4 separate regions of the Mus musculus genome follow, and regions 2, 3 and 4 are each linked to region 1. The links are chromatin contacts, called in public Hi-C, HiChIP or PLAC-seq and promoter capture Hi-C maps. All regions are on one chromosome and are shown on one strand. Each heading gives the region's core, a stretch centred on a gene start, on an enhancer-like site or on the middle of the called end of the contact. The rest is flanking DNA. Distances are from core to core; before and after follow the strand shown. Region 1 holds the start of Ptchd1 (patched domain containing 1). Region 2 holds the start of Sms (spermine synthase). Region 3 overlaps Phex (phosphate regulating endopeptidase homolog, X-linked). Region 4 has its middle 240 kb from the start of Gm52451.

Evidence for each region. Promoter capture Hi-C pulls out the DNA fragments that hold promoters and counts their contacts. A called contact is a pair of places that touch in the nucleus more often than the background predicts. HiChIP or PLAC-seq counts read pairs in DNA pulled down with a chosen protein or histone mark.
Region 2: a contact with region 1 is called in an H3K4me3 HiChIP or PLAC-seq map of embryonic forebrain, with 6 times the contacts expected there. The contact joins the promoter of Sms here to the promoter of Ptchd1 in region 1. A contact is called at or near these places in 7 of 39 promoter capture datasets (the 3T3-L1 cell line, cranial neural crest, embryonic stem cells and 3 more) and 4 of 115 datasets of contacts at active chromatin or transcription factors (embryonic forebrain, forebrain, neural tube and 1 more).
Region 3: a contact with region 1 is called in a Hi-C map of cerebellum, with 2.0 times the contacts expected there. The contact joins the enhancer-like site here to the promoter of Ptchd1 in region 1. A contact is called at or near these places in 4 of 39 promoter capture datasets (cranial neural crest, frontonasal cranial neural crest, hippocampal neurons and 1 more) and 2 of 484 Hi-C or Micro-C datasets (cerebellar granule neurons and cerebellum).
Region 4: a contact with region 1 is called in a promoter capture Hi-C map of second pharyngeal arch cranial neural crest. The contact joins the enhancer-like site here to the promoter of Ptchd1 in region 1. A contact is called at or near these places in 7 of 39 promoter capture datasets (the 3T3-L1 cell line, the C10 cell line, cranial neural crest and 3 more) and 1 of 115 datasets of contacts at active chromatin or transcription factors (embryonic stem cells).

What each region holds. Positions count from the first base shown.
Region 1 is chrX:155,621,536-155,624,960 of GRCm38.p6, reverse strand. Ptchd1 (patched domain containing 1) reads left to right here and starts at 1,634. Exons shown (of 3, transcript NM_001093750.1): 1 at 1,634-2,001. The coding sequence starts at 1,651. Gm15155 (a long non-coding RNA gene) reads right to left here and starts at 425. Exons shown (of 4, transcript XR_387096.4): 1 at 46-425.
Region 2 is chrX:157,490,699-157,494,123 of GRCm38.p6, reverse strand. Sms (spermine synthase) reads left to right here and starts at 1,837. Exons shown (of 11, transcript NM_009214.4): 1 at 1,837-2,219. The coding sequence starts at 2,171.
Region 3 is chrX:157,201,047-157,204,471 of GRCm38.p6, reverse strand. The region is part of intron 15 of Phex (phosphate regulating endopeptidase homolog, X-linked); the gene reads left to right. Among named protein-coding and RNA genes, the nearest start is that of Gm52451, 58 kb to the left of the region's middle. Within about 2 kb of position 1,506, at least 2 of the 459 cell types and tissues checked have an H3K27ac peak or open chromatin away from gene starts, as enhancers often do. A contact at or near this core is called in cerebellar granule neurons and cerebellum, where this site is marked.
Region 4 is chrX:157,020,248-157,023,672 of GRCm38.p6, reverse strand. No RefSeq gene overlaps it. Among named protein-coding and RNA genes, the nearest start is that of Gm52451, 240 kb to the left of the region's middle. Within about 2 kb of position 1,587, at least 4 of the 459 cell types and tissues checked have an H3K27ac peak or open chromatin away from gene starts, as enhancers often do. A contact at or near this core is called in second pharyngeal arch cranial neural crest, where this site is marked.

The sequences.
Region 1 (3,425 bases), core at 385-2,884:
GGACCCCGGGGCTCGGAGCGCGCAAATAAACGCGCTAAATTGTACCTGTGCGTGGCCGTTCCCGCCGCCGCAGGTCTGTCCCAGGCCGAAGCCAGCGTCCGCCTTCTCGGGAAATCTCCCGAGGGGAAGTGCGAGGGGGAACCACAGTGGCTGCCTGCTAGCTATGGCTGGCGCACACACGCACAAGCCCAACTTTGCCAAGCCTTCAGAGCCCCTCTGGCTCCCCCGCGCCCCCTGCGGCTCGACATACTCAGAGACCAGTACATCTCTTGTTCTGATATAAGGGTCCCCGTACTCGCACACTGTCGCGCGTGGAGGAGGAGCAGGTGGAGTGAGAGAAGGGGGTTAAGTACTGACTCCCCGACCAGCATTTCCCAGTCTACACCCGCAGGGGGGCCCGCACCAGCTCCACCGCACCAGATCCCCCAGACCTGCCAATGACGACAGAGAGAGGAGGAGGAGAAGGAGGAGGAAAAAAAAGGCAGGGAGGGAAAAGAGGAGCCTGGAGACAGACAGTTCCATGGACTGACCGAGTGTCATTATCAGCACTTTTCTTATTGGGGGACAGGGTGGAGAGAGTGGTGAAGGGATTGCACCACTGCCCAGTTCAATCCACTCTGGAGCGACCCTAAAATTGGGACTTGGGAGGAAGATTGTCCTAGAACACATTTGGGGTGGACAGCCTCCAAATGCACACAGGTCCCCTGTGGTGCCCCTGGAGCTGCAGTGTTGGGGAGATCTTAAAAGGCTCTTACTTGGGAGGAGGCGTGATTTCCATGCTCGAGCGTCTCGGTTCCCCACCCCCTCTCGGTAATAGCCAGTGCGCGCCACCACCTGAGCCTGGCAAGAGCCGGGGCGCACGCAGTCTTCAGCCTGCGTCTTTCCGCGTCTGAAGAGACTTGGCTCAAAGCGGGTCTGCCCGACACCCCCACCCTACCCCCTAACGGGAGAACTCTTATACTTTATTTTGTTTGAAAAATCCGGGACATCTCTTTATTTATCTCTGAGTCTCCCCAGAGGAGGCCAGGGGAAGGGGAAGGGGGTGAGCCCGCTTGGCCGGCCAAGCTGAGGGAGGGGGAGTACACTGAGAGGAGGGGACTGGGTGTAGCCTGGAATTCTCTGTCCTCGTGTTCCAGGCTGGCGCGCAGAGTCTTCTGGCGCTAGCGCCACCACCACCACCGCTCTCCGCGCCATCCCGTCGTTGGCTTCGGGGATCCGGTGAGTGGGGTCATGAGGAGCCGCGGGGGCCGCTCCCAGCCCCGCCCGCTCTGAGCGGGAACGCGGCAGTGTCGCGTGTCGCCCCCCAGGCTGGGAGCCGGCGGGGGGTGGGGAGGTCGCCCCGGGTAGGGCGGGGTGGGGGCGGCGCGGAGGCCGCCAAGCTGGGGGGCTCTCCGGGCAGGCGCGGCAGCGGGCAGGAGGGCGTGTCTCCAGCCGGAGGGGTCCCTCCCGAGGCGCGGCGCGGGACTCCCCGATGGTGGTGCCGCGGCTCCAGGAGAGCTCAGGGTCTTGCCTCCGCCGCCGCCGCCGTCGCCGCCGCCGCTGCGGGCGCCACCACCACCACCACCACCACCGCCGCCGCCGCCGCCGCCGTCGCCCGAGCCCGCGCCGAGCGTGCGCCTCGCCCTCCTCCCGCGCCCGCTCTGCTCTAGGATGCTGCGGCAGGTTCTGCACAGGGGCTTGAGGACGTGTTTCTCCCGGCTTGGCCACTTCATTGCCAGTCACCCGGTCTTCTTTGCTTCGGCGCCGGTGCTCATCTCCATCCTGCTCGGCGCCAGCTTCAGCCGCTACCAGGTCGAAGAGAGCGTGGAGCACCTGCTGGCGCCCCAGCACAGCCTAGCCAAGATCGAGCGCAACCTAGTCAACAGCCTCTTCCCGGTCAACCGCTCCAAGCACCGGCTCTACTCGGACCTGCAGACCCCTGGGCGCTACGGCCGGGTCATTGTCACCTCCTACCAGAAAGCCAACATGCTAGACCAACATCACACGGACCTGATCTTAAAGGTGAGACCAGGGCGGGTTCTGGCAGCCCCTGGCGCCGCGGCTGCTCTGGCTGTGCTGGTTCCGCGCGGGGTCCCGGCTCAGAAGCCACCTCTAGTGTCCCGGGCAGTGGCTCCCACGGGGGCTCCTCTGCACTGCGCGCCCCTAGGCAGCAACCTAGAGTCTCAGAGTCTCGGAGGCAGGAAACGTTCAGGTCCGGGTCCTGGCTGGGCCCTGCCCTCCCCGCCTCTGCCGTAACCCCGCAGCTGCTGCAACAGTTGGGGCGGCGGCGACTACGGTGCTTTAGTGCGCTTGTTTTGGTCGCAGTGGGCTTGGGGGCAGGGAGGCTTTAGGTTAACTGGGCCAAGAAGAAGCGGAACAAGAGAATACATTCAAGAAAGTCCCGCTACTTGAGAATAGAATACTATTCAGGAGGAGGGAGGTGAGGTTCAAAGACACCATTCTCTGTTCCCGTTTTTTTTCTTCTCTTTTCCTCTAGTCGCTGCACCCGAATTGTTTTTGGATAGGTTGCTGTGGGTAGTAGGTAAGGGACAGAGGACTGTGAGTTGGCATGGTGAGGAAAATAACACCCACCCACCCCCAACCAAAGTGCGGTTCCTGATGAGGACCGGGGCGGCCACCAGACCACTCTTCCAGGATCAAGGTAGCCATGTCTGTGTTTGAGAGTAGGAAATGGTGCTTGTAACTCACAGTTATTTCATCTTTCACAGTACTTTCAATCCACTTAAACGCAACTTCTTTGGGGAAAGACAGAACAGGTTGATATACTTTTATTGTTTCTTTTTTTTTCTTTTTTCTTTTTTTCTTTTTTTGAACGCGTGGTTGAAGGGCAGATCCAAAGCCCGGAGATTAGGAGCCAGGATGTGACCCCAAGAAGATCTCAGGAACACAGAACAGAAACCACTTGCCCACTTGTGCCATCAGCCCGAGGTGGGAATTTGCTGTGAAAAGTGAGGTTAAAGGTGATAACTTTCAAGAAGTTCCTAAGAAAAGCCAAGGAGTGAGGACTGGAAATGGAAAAGTGAAGAGATCATAGGAGGAAAAAAAAAAAAAGAAAAAATAAATGAAAAGGGAGAGTGAATCTAGGTGGAGACTATGGGGTTTGTTTACTTCAGCTTCTGCTGGGGAGGGGGTGGGGCAGGACCCAGTCCCAGCTGAGATGCTGAAGAAATGGAAAGTGCTGATTTCCTGTGGGGTCTCTGGGTCTGGTGGAAGGTTAGATTCCTCCTTTTCCCAAAGGGAATCTACTAGAGAACCTGGGAAATTCTTTACTCTGTCTCTTCCTCTCCAGGTAACCCTGTGTCCCTAGATAGAAGCTCGTTTTCCTCTATTGTTTCCCTCTCTGTTTGTTGACATACTATCCACCAGCAATTAGTAAAGGAGGAATCTGGCTGGGGACTGACTGGAATTAGAACATTTTCACATTG
Region 2 (3,425 bases), core at 588-3,087, 1.9 Mb before region 1:
GCAATGACAATATTTTCCAGAATCCAAATAGGTAGTCATAGCCCAGTTGGAGAGGTTTATAGAGGCCTTTGCTTTCTTTCACTGAAGAGACACCATGACCACAGCAAGTCTTATAAAGGAAAACATTTACTTGGGGCTGGCTTACAGTTTAGAGGTTTAGTCTCTAATCATCATGGCAGGAAACATGCTGGAGGAACCAAGAGTTCTACATCTTGATTCACAGGCACCAGAAGGAGACTGTGTGCCACACTTGGTATAGCTTGAGCAAAGGAGACCTCAAAGCTTGTCCCCCACGTTGACACACTTCCTCCAACAAGGCCACACCTCATAATAGTGTTGCTCCCGATGGCCATGTCTGCCTGCCTCTACCTCACAAGTGCTGAGATTAAAGATGTGTGCCACTAACGTCAGGCTCCTGTTTCTTATCTTTAATAGTCTTGCCAGGATTATGCAGATTAGTGAGAAGACCCTTGCAGTAAACTGCTAACATCATCCTGACAATACTGATCCTATATCGAGCATCCTCTTCTCTTCAGGGCTCTCTTTTGACATCACTTCATTAAAGTATCTCAAGGTTCTTCATTTTGCCCTTTGCAAGGTGAAGTACAAATTCTAGGGCGGATATGCTTCAGCTGGGAGCCCATGGTGGTCTGCAATGTTCTCCACAATCTACTGAGCAAGACCAGCTACATACTTATCAGCAAAACCTCAGATGCCTTCTGCTCTGAAATTTTCAAGAAATTCAAGAGGTTGACAGCAGATAGTGAAGCTAAGGGAAGGCAGGTGGCTTACCCCAATGCTGGCAGGGCATGAAGCACATGTCCTACGCGGGAAGCTTCACTACCCTTAAACACACAGGAGGACAGCTATGTTCTAGTGACTTGACTCCAGAAGAAAGGAAGAAAGAGGAGCTTGGGGCTGATACATTGGGGCTGATGGAGCGGAACACAAATTAGCTTACAAAACTGAGGACCTGGTCTCCAGAGAAGGAAATAAAAACAGATGGCTATGGATAGGAACAAAGTAGGAGCCCACTGAAAAGAGATGCAGTTGTTGAAGGACAAATATGACGTCAGTGTTAGGTTCTTGCAGGACAGGGAAGGACTACGCAAAACTAACCAACCAACCAACCAACCAACCAACAAACCAAACCAAACCAAACGACCATTCGAAATGGCCTAAGGGAAAGCTAAACTTAATGTTTTTGTGTTGTTGAGGAGGCACAGAGTTCACTAATCTGAAGTTTAACAACCATTACAGAAATTCCTGGTATCAGGAGAGGCACAGCAATCCATACAATGATGGAGTCAATTTGCCCTGGGATTTTGCTCGTGCAATAAAGGATCCCTTTATTCCCCAGGCACTTCAGTTCTCTTTTGTCCCATCTTGTTGAATGCTACTAACGGTCAAAAAAGAGGCCAAGGCTGTAGGTCCATTGACAAAAAATAGAGGTACCGAGGAGGGGGAAGTCCTGTGGAAGAGGCTCTCACATCTGCAACTTCTCAGTTAGGCTTTAGTCCTTGATTCTTTTCCAAATTTGCATGAAAATGTATGCTACTTGAATGCCCAGGAGCCTTCTATTCTGTTCTTAAATACTACCCCTTACCAATAGAAACATTGTTAATAATCCCAGCGGGGTTCACGTGCATTTAAAGAAAAAGTCAGGCTTGTACTTTAAGACTACAGGGGTGGTAGCATTTTATTTTCTTCAAATGGTCAGGAAGTAACTGGGGCTTTTGCTTGGGGAGGAGGGGTAGGCATATGGGGAAGTGTATAGGGAGGCCCCCCGGAAGTCGCGCTGAGCCGTTTAAAGCTGGGTGACCTCCTAACGGATGGCGAATGGCGGGAGAGCATGGCCAGAGCTTTAGCGCAGGGCGCGGCCATTGGTGACGCATGCCAGGGAGCCCGGCGCCCGCGATTCCACCATTAGCGAGGCCTCACACCCAGCGCTTCAAGTTCGGGGCTGGAGGCGTCCCTGCTTCCTCCTCTAAGAGGCGGGTCGGCCCCGCCCCCGCGCCCCGGGTCGCTTGCCCGCGGCCCCTCCCACCTCCTAACTCCTGGCCTCCCCCGGCGCAGCGCACTCCCCGCCGGCCCGCAGCCTGACACGCCGCGCGGTCCCTCAGTCTCCTGCGGTCGCCTCCCCAGGCATGGCACAGGGCCTCGCCACACTATGGCAGCAGCAAGACACAGCACGCTCGACTTCAAGCTCGGCGCCAAAGGTGAGGGCGCCGCTCGCCACCTGCACGGGCGCCGCAGCGGCGGCGGCGGCGGCGGCGGCGGCGGCGGCAGCGGCAGCGGTAGCGGTAGCGGCGGCGGGGCGACAGTTCCCTCCGCGCCTGCGGGGCTCGAGGCCACAGGACCAGGCTCCTCCGGGGCGCGCGCGGCAGGCTGAACAATGCGGACGGCCGCGCGGCGCCTGCGTCTGCCGGGCTGCTGCGCGGAGCACGCTGCGGGCCCTCGTGCACCGGCGGAGGCCGCGCCGCGCCCCCGCGGTCCCCCGCCGCGTTTGGTCCTCGGCTGAGCTGGAGGCTGGCGCACTGCGGGGCCTGGGAGAACCGCGTCCGTGTGTGCCAGCCGCACCGCCCGCCCGCCCTTCCGGGCCTGGAGCGTCGGTCCACGCGGGCTCGCCGCCCTCCACGCCCCGTTGTTGGGGGGGAATCCCTTTCAGCCCGTGGGGCGCGGCGGATCCCCGGGGGAGGCGGGTACCGGAGCGCCTTAGCTCGTTCGAGGCACGGCGGGCGAGGCAGGCCTGAGCGAGGGGTGTGTGCGGCGCGGGACCGCTGCCCACGCCACCTTTTCCTGTTCTGGCAGGCTGCTGAATTTCCCTCTTGGGTGTGTGTGTCGGGGGGTTCCCCTTAAGGGCAGCGAGGGTTGAAGGAGGACCAGGGCCACTCAGCGCTTGCAAGGTTTTTTTTAGTCATCTAAGGAGATGAAGGATCCTCTGAAAAGGGACCCGGCGGGCAGAGAAAGGAAACGATTATTATTATTATTGGGGGTGGGGAGGGATGAGATCTGGGCGCGGGAACTAGAGCCACCACCATCACCATCACCCCTAATCCTGGAGGCTCAGATATTTGAGCCTGGTCTCGGCAGAAATGGTTGGGAGAGTCTTTTTTGCGTGATGGAATTTTGAAGGGTAGGGATGGATGTACTGCTGGCTTCTTTTCTTTGAGAGAATCAAGCATGGGCGCAGTGGGCGGGAATGATTGGGCCTTTAAACGTGCGACTGCGGCAGACTTTCACTTACCAGATCATCCCGCACATAGTGTGGTGCCCCAGTCTTCCCTTTTCTCTGGTTTCTCTATTAATGGAACACGTGGATTCCACTCTGCTTTTTCTGTCGGGATTTTTTTTTTTAACACCGACTTAATTGCTTTTGAACTTCTGAGCTCACACTTTGTACTTTTTCTTCCAATCCTAAAAGA
Region 3 (3,425 bases), core at 257-2,756, 1.6 Mb before region 1:
AAGATAGGCCTGACCTGTGAGACAGTTAAGAACAATGCTCTGTGAAGTCTTCATGAGTAAACAGAAGCATCCTTAACTGGAAGCTCAGGTCTCCTAGAATCCCATTAGTGAGTGAGACTTAGGATGGATGCCTGTACAGCCTCAGTCTTCTGTCTGAGATATTTGCGACTGTTATTTCTGTTGTAGTGGACTGGGCAGATTTACTGCAGGGTTGGTAATAGAAAGCATGAAATGGTTGTTAGGGTCAATCGGATTTGAATGAAGGTGCGAGTGGGGCACTGGCTGAGAACTACTTGACTGTTGAACTAGATGGTGAGCATCAAGAACCTGGAATACAACAGTGGTAGACAGGAAGTCAGGGTCAATCTCACTAATCTGGATGCTCCCAATCTCACTTGTCCCCCACCTTAAAAATTCTTTTATAGTTTTCTCTTACTTTGTAAAAGTAGGATGCAACTTAAAGTGAAATACCATTTAATGCAGCAACTCTTCTACTTCTTGGAATATACCCTAAAGAAAGTCACAGAATTGAAAGAAAATTATTACCCACCAAGGAGACATGTGTCTCTATGTTGGTTTTGCAATGGTGCAGCTTGAATCTAGGAACTCACACAGGAAGGAAGAACATCGTCACTAAGCTATATCCCTGGTCCTGTTTTCTTTTTCCAATTTATGTCTCCATCATCATCAGACACATGTATTGATGAGTTTGCATCTTAAAGGATGATTTTGGAAGAGATTAAGTATAACTAATATGGTAGAATTATAGTCATGTGTTCATTGATAAAATTATTATCTAATAAATAGATATAGCTGCAGTGAAACATACAGGTATTCATTAGTATATATTTACCTAATATGTTCCCATGATTAGACTGAGCACCACTGATGCTAGTTTAATTGTTTAATGCCCAGGGCAGCAATTGTTTATATGAAAGGACCAAATAGAGCTTCATACTGCCATGGAAGTGGGGATCAGTGTTTTCTCTATTTCAGAATTTGAACTCAAAGTGTTTATTGGAGACCAGTAGCATCACTACTACTTGTGACAAATGGGCACTGTTTGGCTCTTTTACTAAATAATGAACTCCAGTGGTCTGTACTAGCACTTTGGATCTTAGTAAGATTTTAATCACCAAATATCTTTGAAAGATGCTGAATGTTGAGAACTATTGAGCCCTTGAAATGCTGCCAATACAAAAAAAAAAAGTCAGACCTAGTGGGTGAAAGCAGTGCTTTTAATTTCATCTTATTTTTTTTTCTGGGCCCATTCCAGCCTTATTACTGAGAAAATACTGCATTCTAAGTATATCTGTAGATTTGGGAAAACAGGGATGGTTGATAACTCTGATAAAGGGGAGAGATGGTGTTTGTTGTGGCATAAAGGTAGTTATGGAAGAAATAGAATAGAATGGTCATCAAAGAAAGCTACAAGATGGAGGGCAGATTTCAGAAGCTGCTTTCTGCTTGTCTGCTCTGGGCTGCTAGATCTGGTGGCAGGAGGTTACCTGCAGGAAGCCAGCAGATGGCTAAGGCTTCTTGCTGAATCCCTTGACAGGAATCACAGCTGTTAGAATGCAATACTTTCTGGAAATAGGAAGTTTGGCATGAACCAAAATATTGCAAGATGCCAACTTGGATAAAAAAACCACTATTCATCTTAGCAGGAGTGACAATGAAATCCTTTTATAACAACAACAACAAAAGACACAACCAAAAAGCGCTTTGTAATTGCAGTAATTTTCATGTCTCAACTCATGTCCCCCACCCCTAATTTTTAGAAGAATGCTATCCAGGTTATCCTATAGCTAGAACTAATCCTGAATACTCATTCCCTTTAAAATTCTTCCTGGAATTTTAAAGGTAGTTACAATTAAACATATATTTGTCCTTTAGTACAATCAGATTTTTTTAAGGTTATGTAAAGATTAATATTAGAAACTATCATCTGAAAAAAGTTCAAGTAAAAATATTGTATAGATGGAGTGAATGGAATAAACCAGGAGGGCTGAGTTATGGATCAGTTAGCTTAAAAATGATCAATTCTTTACTTTTTGTATGACCGAGTACAGGTAGACAACATGACAGACATTGAATCTCAGTAAATTTGAGTAGGGATTCTCTTTTGGTTGAAATTCTCATTTGCAGTTGGGGTTAAGATTATTCTGTCAGCTTGTGGGTCTCAGTAACCTGAATGGTTGGTTGAAATGCAGAAGTCCACGCCCAGTGTTCTTGACTGAAAAAGTTTGGGGTTCAATGTTTGCATCTCTCACAAGTGCCTAAAAGATGCTGATGTTGCTGGTCAGCATACCACACTTTGAGAACAAATTTCCTTGTTACAGAGCATTTTCTGCCTCAAAGGCCAATTGATTTTTTTTAAATCAGCAATATATTCTACCCATTAGTATAGATATTTATATAAATAATCCCCTCTCCAAATTCCTCTGCATGTCTTCTGTGAATCCTGCATTTCTTTTCTCTGTTAATCAAAAAATTTTACTTTAGAAAGGGTAGAATAGGCCTACCACTTTCTTTAAGTCTTGCAAGATGTGATTGTTCAGTAACATTCTCTTTTTCTCTAGACTGTAGGTATTTTGATGATGTATGATATTTGTACATTTAGAACTTACCCAGGTGGCTTTGAATATCACAGAGACTCAGTAAATACTGGGAGTCAGTAGTCCCATCTTCATGACCAAATCCAATGCTTGTGATAGTTTTAATGACATATTTAAATATATTAACAATTATGAATATGGATCATAACCTATATCCACTTAGTGTGTTATAGAGCTAGAAACTATTGCACAGAATAAAATAAAACATGTAAGAAGATTGAAACGACAAGTTAAATTTAATAAGAAACATGACTTCCTCACTAAAATGATAGATCAGCAACAAGTTTGAAGTGTGGGTTTATATACGGATTCATCTGGTAATATGAGACTCGCACCTAAGACTTGGAAATAACTGTCATAATATACATTAGAGTAAAGCCTTATTTACACATCAAGAACTCCATGCAAAACCAAAATATTGTATTACTTGAAAAAAACAATAATGCAACATCGTGTGCACATCATCACTCCTTTAGCAGCAAATATTACCAACATCCACACTTGGTTAAAACCCCAAGGAAGCATATACTTAATCATTGGGGAAACCAAAATATATCTCTATAGAAAGCAGTTATAGCATGTATGCAACCATTTGATTCAGTGCTTGACTTTGCATACCTACTATTGTATATATTCTCAAGCCCAAAGGATGCTCCTTTTGAATTTGCCCTATTACTTCTGTGGGACTGAGCTTTGCATTGGTTAGTGCTATTTCTGCCTTGTTGGTACCTGGAAGAATCCTAACTAAATAATTTAATAGTTAGAAGGGTACTGAATGGAATGGTTCTGAATTTAGATAAGTTTTAG
Region 4 (3,425 bases), core at 338-2,837, 1.4 Mb before region 1:
AGGTTCAGGGAGAACTATACAGTGGAAATGAATGTATTTCATTGTAAGCACAAGAATACTTTTCAAAACGCTATATGACAAATGGAATACAGAATGAAAGAACTTTGGTTTGTTTGTTTGTTTGTTTGTTTAAAGAGTTAACATAAGTTTAGCTAGGAAATTAAGGTCAAAACTCTACTTTGATATATCAATATAGAATATTTATAATATATTTCATTGTTTTGAGATAAATAGCTCTACTGCAGAGAAACATCATGTACAAGGAAAAATCAGTTTCTTTGGTTGGGTTCCTCCTATTTGAGTTTGGTTCCCTTTTTGATCAAATAAAGCTACCCATAACAACCTTATATTATACTAGTTTGTTTGTATTAGTCACAGGTTGTATATTTGAAGCTTATGAGGAATGTAAATTGAAACAAGTAAAGTAAAATACTGAAGTGAGGGAGAATATGAATAAGAGGGGGACATGAAGATGTCGGTGACAAACTAAAGCAAACTATAATGACATATATGTATGGAAATTCTAGAAAGATAATAATTTGGACATTAACTTAAAATTATTTTTAAAATTAAAGGACACCATCAGATCAGATGTTTGGAATTTTGTATGTATATGCACATGCATACAAACAAACACACATACACCCATACATACATACATACACACACCCATACATACATACATACACACATACATACATTGCATACATCTAAAGAATTTTAAAATGTACTACACCTCAAAACTGGGGACATGCTCAGATAAATTATATAGTCATGCTAGGGAACATCAGGTTGTCATTAAAAATATTTCCAAACTTAAATTAAAACAAAAAGAATATACTTGTTTCCTTTACCAAGACATGGGCTATTTTTATGTCCTGAATTAAGTGATGGAATAGGAAGATTTGTTTTCTCCATTGTAACATGCAGTACATACTTAGTACATATTTAGTGAATATGAGTAAGACATTTCTTGAAAATTCAAAGTTCTCTAAGTACCATTAATCTCCAGTTGCATCATCTCATGATTTCTCCCAGATCCATGGGACTATTTAAGGGGTGTTTCGGAGAATCAGAAGAGTGAGAGAATAACTGTTGTAAGTTGTCATCTACTCCAAAGGGGTAATTTATAATTCTATAGTGAGATTGATACTTTAAGGGGCATGGTGAAATGACAAGGCAAAATCTAAGAGTCACCCGCAACTCTAAATTGGGTAAAAGTTTTGAATAAAAACTAAATGGACAGCACAGATTTGGAAAACTTTTCATTTGTCATTTTATCTCTAAGGGACTGAGGAGCTTTTCTCGAGGTAGAGTGGGAGCAAAAGGAAAATTATAGGTTAAGAGATAAAAGCAGAGGAAGTGTCCCAATAATGGAGCTAGCAGATCTCAAGGTGGGAAGGGTACATTTATACACAAAAAGAACTCAGTGCTAACAAAGAATTCCCTGGAGCAGGTAAGACACCAGAATAAATTTGGTACAAAGTTCAAGAACACCAGAAAAATTGTAACATGAATGTAACCAGCTGTTCTCTCTGAACCTTATGGACCATATCCACTTAGCTAGTGATCACCTCCAACCAAAACAACATTAGTCAAGTTTACTAAATCATTACCATGTGTTTTCTATCACTGCTGCAGCTACTTAGGAAAGAATACAGCTTGCTCATGTTTCAGATGATTTTGCTATTTGCTTTTCTTTCCCTGACTCACTGATAAATGTCTGGGGAAGAAAATCTAAGCGAAACTTTATATAGTTAGTAATCTGTTACACAGAATGGAAGCTTTAACAGATACTATGTATTTGAGATTGGTTTAGAAATTATATTTCAGGGACTGGAGTTAAAGTTCTACACTTAGGTGTGCTTACTGCTCTTGCAGATGACCTGGGCACCTGCATAAAGTAGCTCACTCTAACTCCAGATAGCCTAAAACTCCAGTTCCAAGGGGGCATAACAACTACTTCTTATACTCATAGGCATTGTGTGCATTGGTTACACATGCAGATAAGCAGAGTTACCACGTCCATATACATAAAAATAAAATTTAAAAGAGAAATTAGATTTTAAATGTTTACAACCCAAACATAAATGTATGAAGTGATGGATTGCCAATTAGCATGACTTTTAGCCTGACTATTAATCTACATTGTAACCTTGAATCAGGAAATTGCATGGTGGTCCATAAATATATATAATATCAATATAAATCACTGATTTAGCAATGAAAATTTGCCCCTGGCCTACCTTGGAAAGCAACTGAGCCAGTTTGAACTCAGTTTCTCAAATACCACTCACCCATCACCAAAGCATTCTTTATTCCTTGATACAAATCATGTGCTTTTATTTTAAATTAACAAAAAAAAATCTTTCTTTAATTTCATATAATGCAATTAAATACTTAAAAATTAGGTCTCTCAGGCTAATTTTCATAAATACTGAAATACCTGATTTATACTTTTCCATGCTAGCCTCCCCTCTATTGTGTAACTAGTTATAATCTCCATGTAGCACACATTGCACGTTTCATTATTTCTACTCCTTAGACTATTAATGCTCAAATACTAAAGACTTGTGGTTTTCATGGGTATACTGCTGTCACATTTTATAAATTCACAGAATAGTAATAAGAAGTATGAATTTGGCCAGGCGTGGTGGCACACGCCTTTCATCCCAGTACTTGGGAGGCAGAGACAGGCAGATCTCTGAGTTCGAGGCCAGCCTGGTCTACAAAGTGAGTTCCAGGACAGCCAAGGCTACACAGAGAAACCCTGTCTCGAAAAAAACCAAAAGAAGAAGAAGGAGGAGGAGGAAGAGGAGGAGGAGGAGGAGGAGGAGGAGGAGAAGAAGAAGAAGAGGAAGAAGAAGAAGAAGAGGAAGAAGAAGAAGAAGAAGAAGAAGAAGAAGAAATATGAATTTGATATGAAAAGGTAGGGTTTGGGAGGATGCTATTTATAAATGACAACGGCCAAAAGGCTAGGTGTTGATAAGATTTCTATAGCTTTAAAAAGCAATGGAAGTTTCTCTCTCTCTCTCTCTGTCTCTCTCTCTCATTGTCACTGTGTAGTTTAGAACATAAATCCACAGCGTTTAAGATGACAAGACTTTGTATTTACATAGAGACTTTCCCCGAGGAATTCACATCACTCCTTAGGAATGGGTCCATTAATTCTTATAGCTTAGGGAACTCCAGTGGGAAGATAGATCTTTATGTCTAGTTGTCATATATGGAAGAACTATGCTTGAGATAGGTTTGTAACTTTCTCAAGGTCACTTGAGCCAGGCTGCATTGCCAGAAGTATGAGAATACAGAGTAATATCAATTTCCAAGTGGAAGAAGGACTATTTGGGTCACTCAGGGTAAGGGAGGAACATGACTTTTCAGAAACTGTCTTCCATCATTTTTACTCCCCTATGTAACCTGTG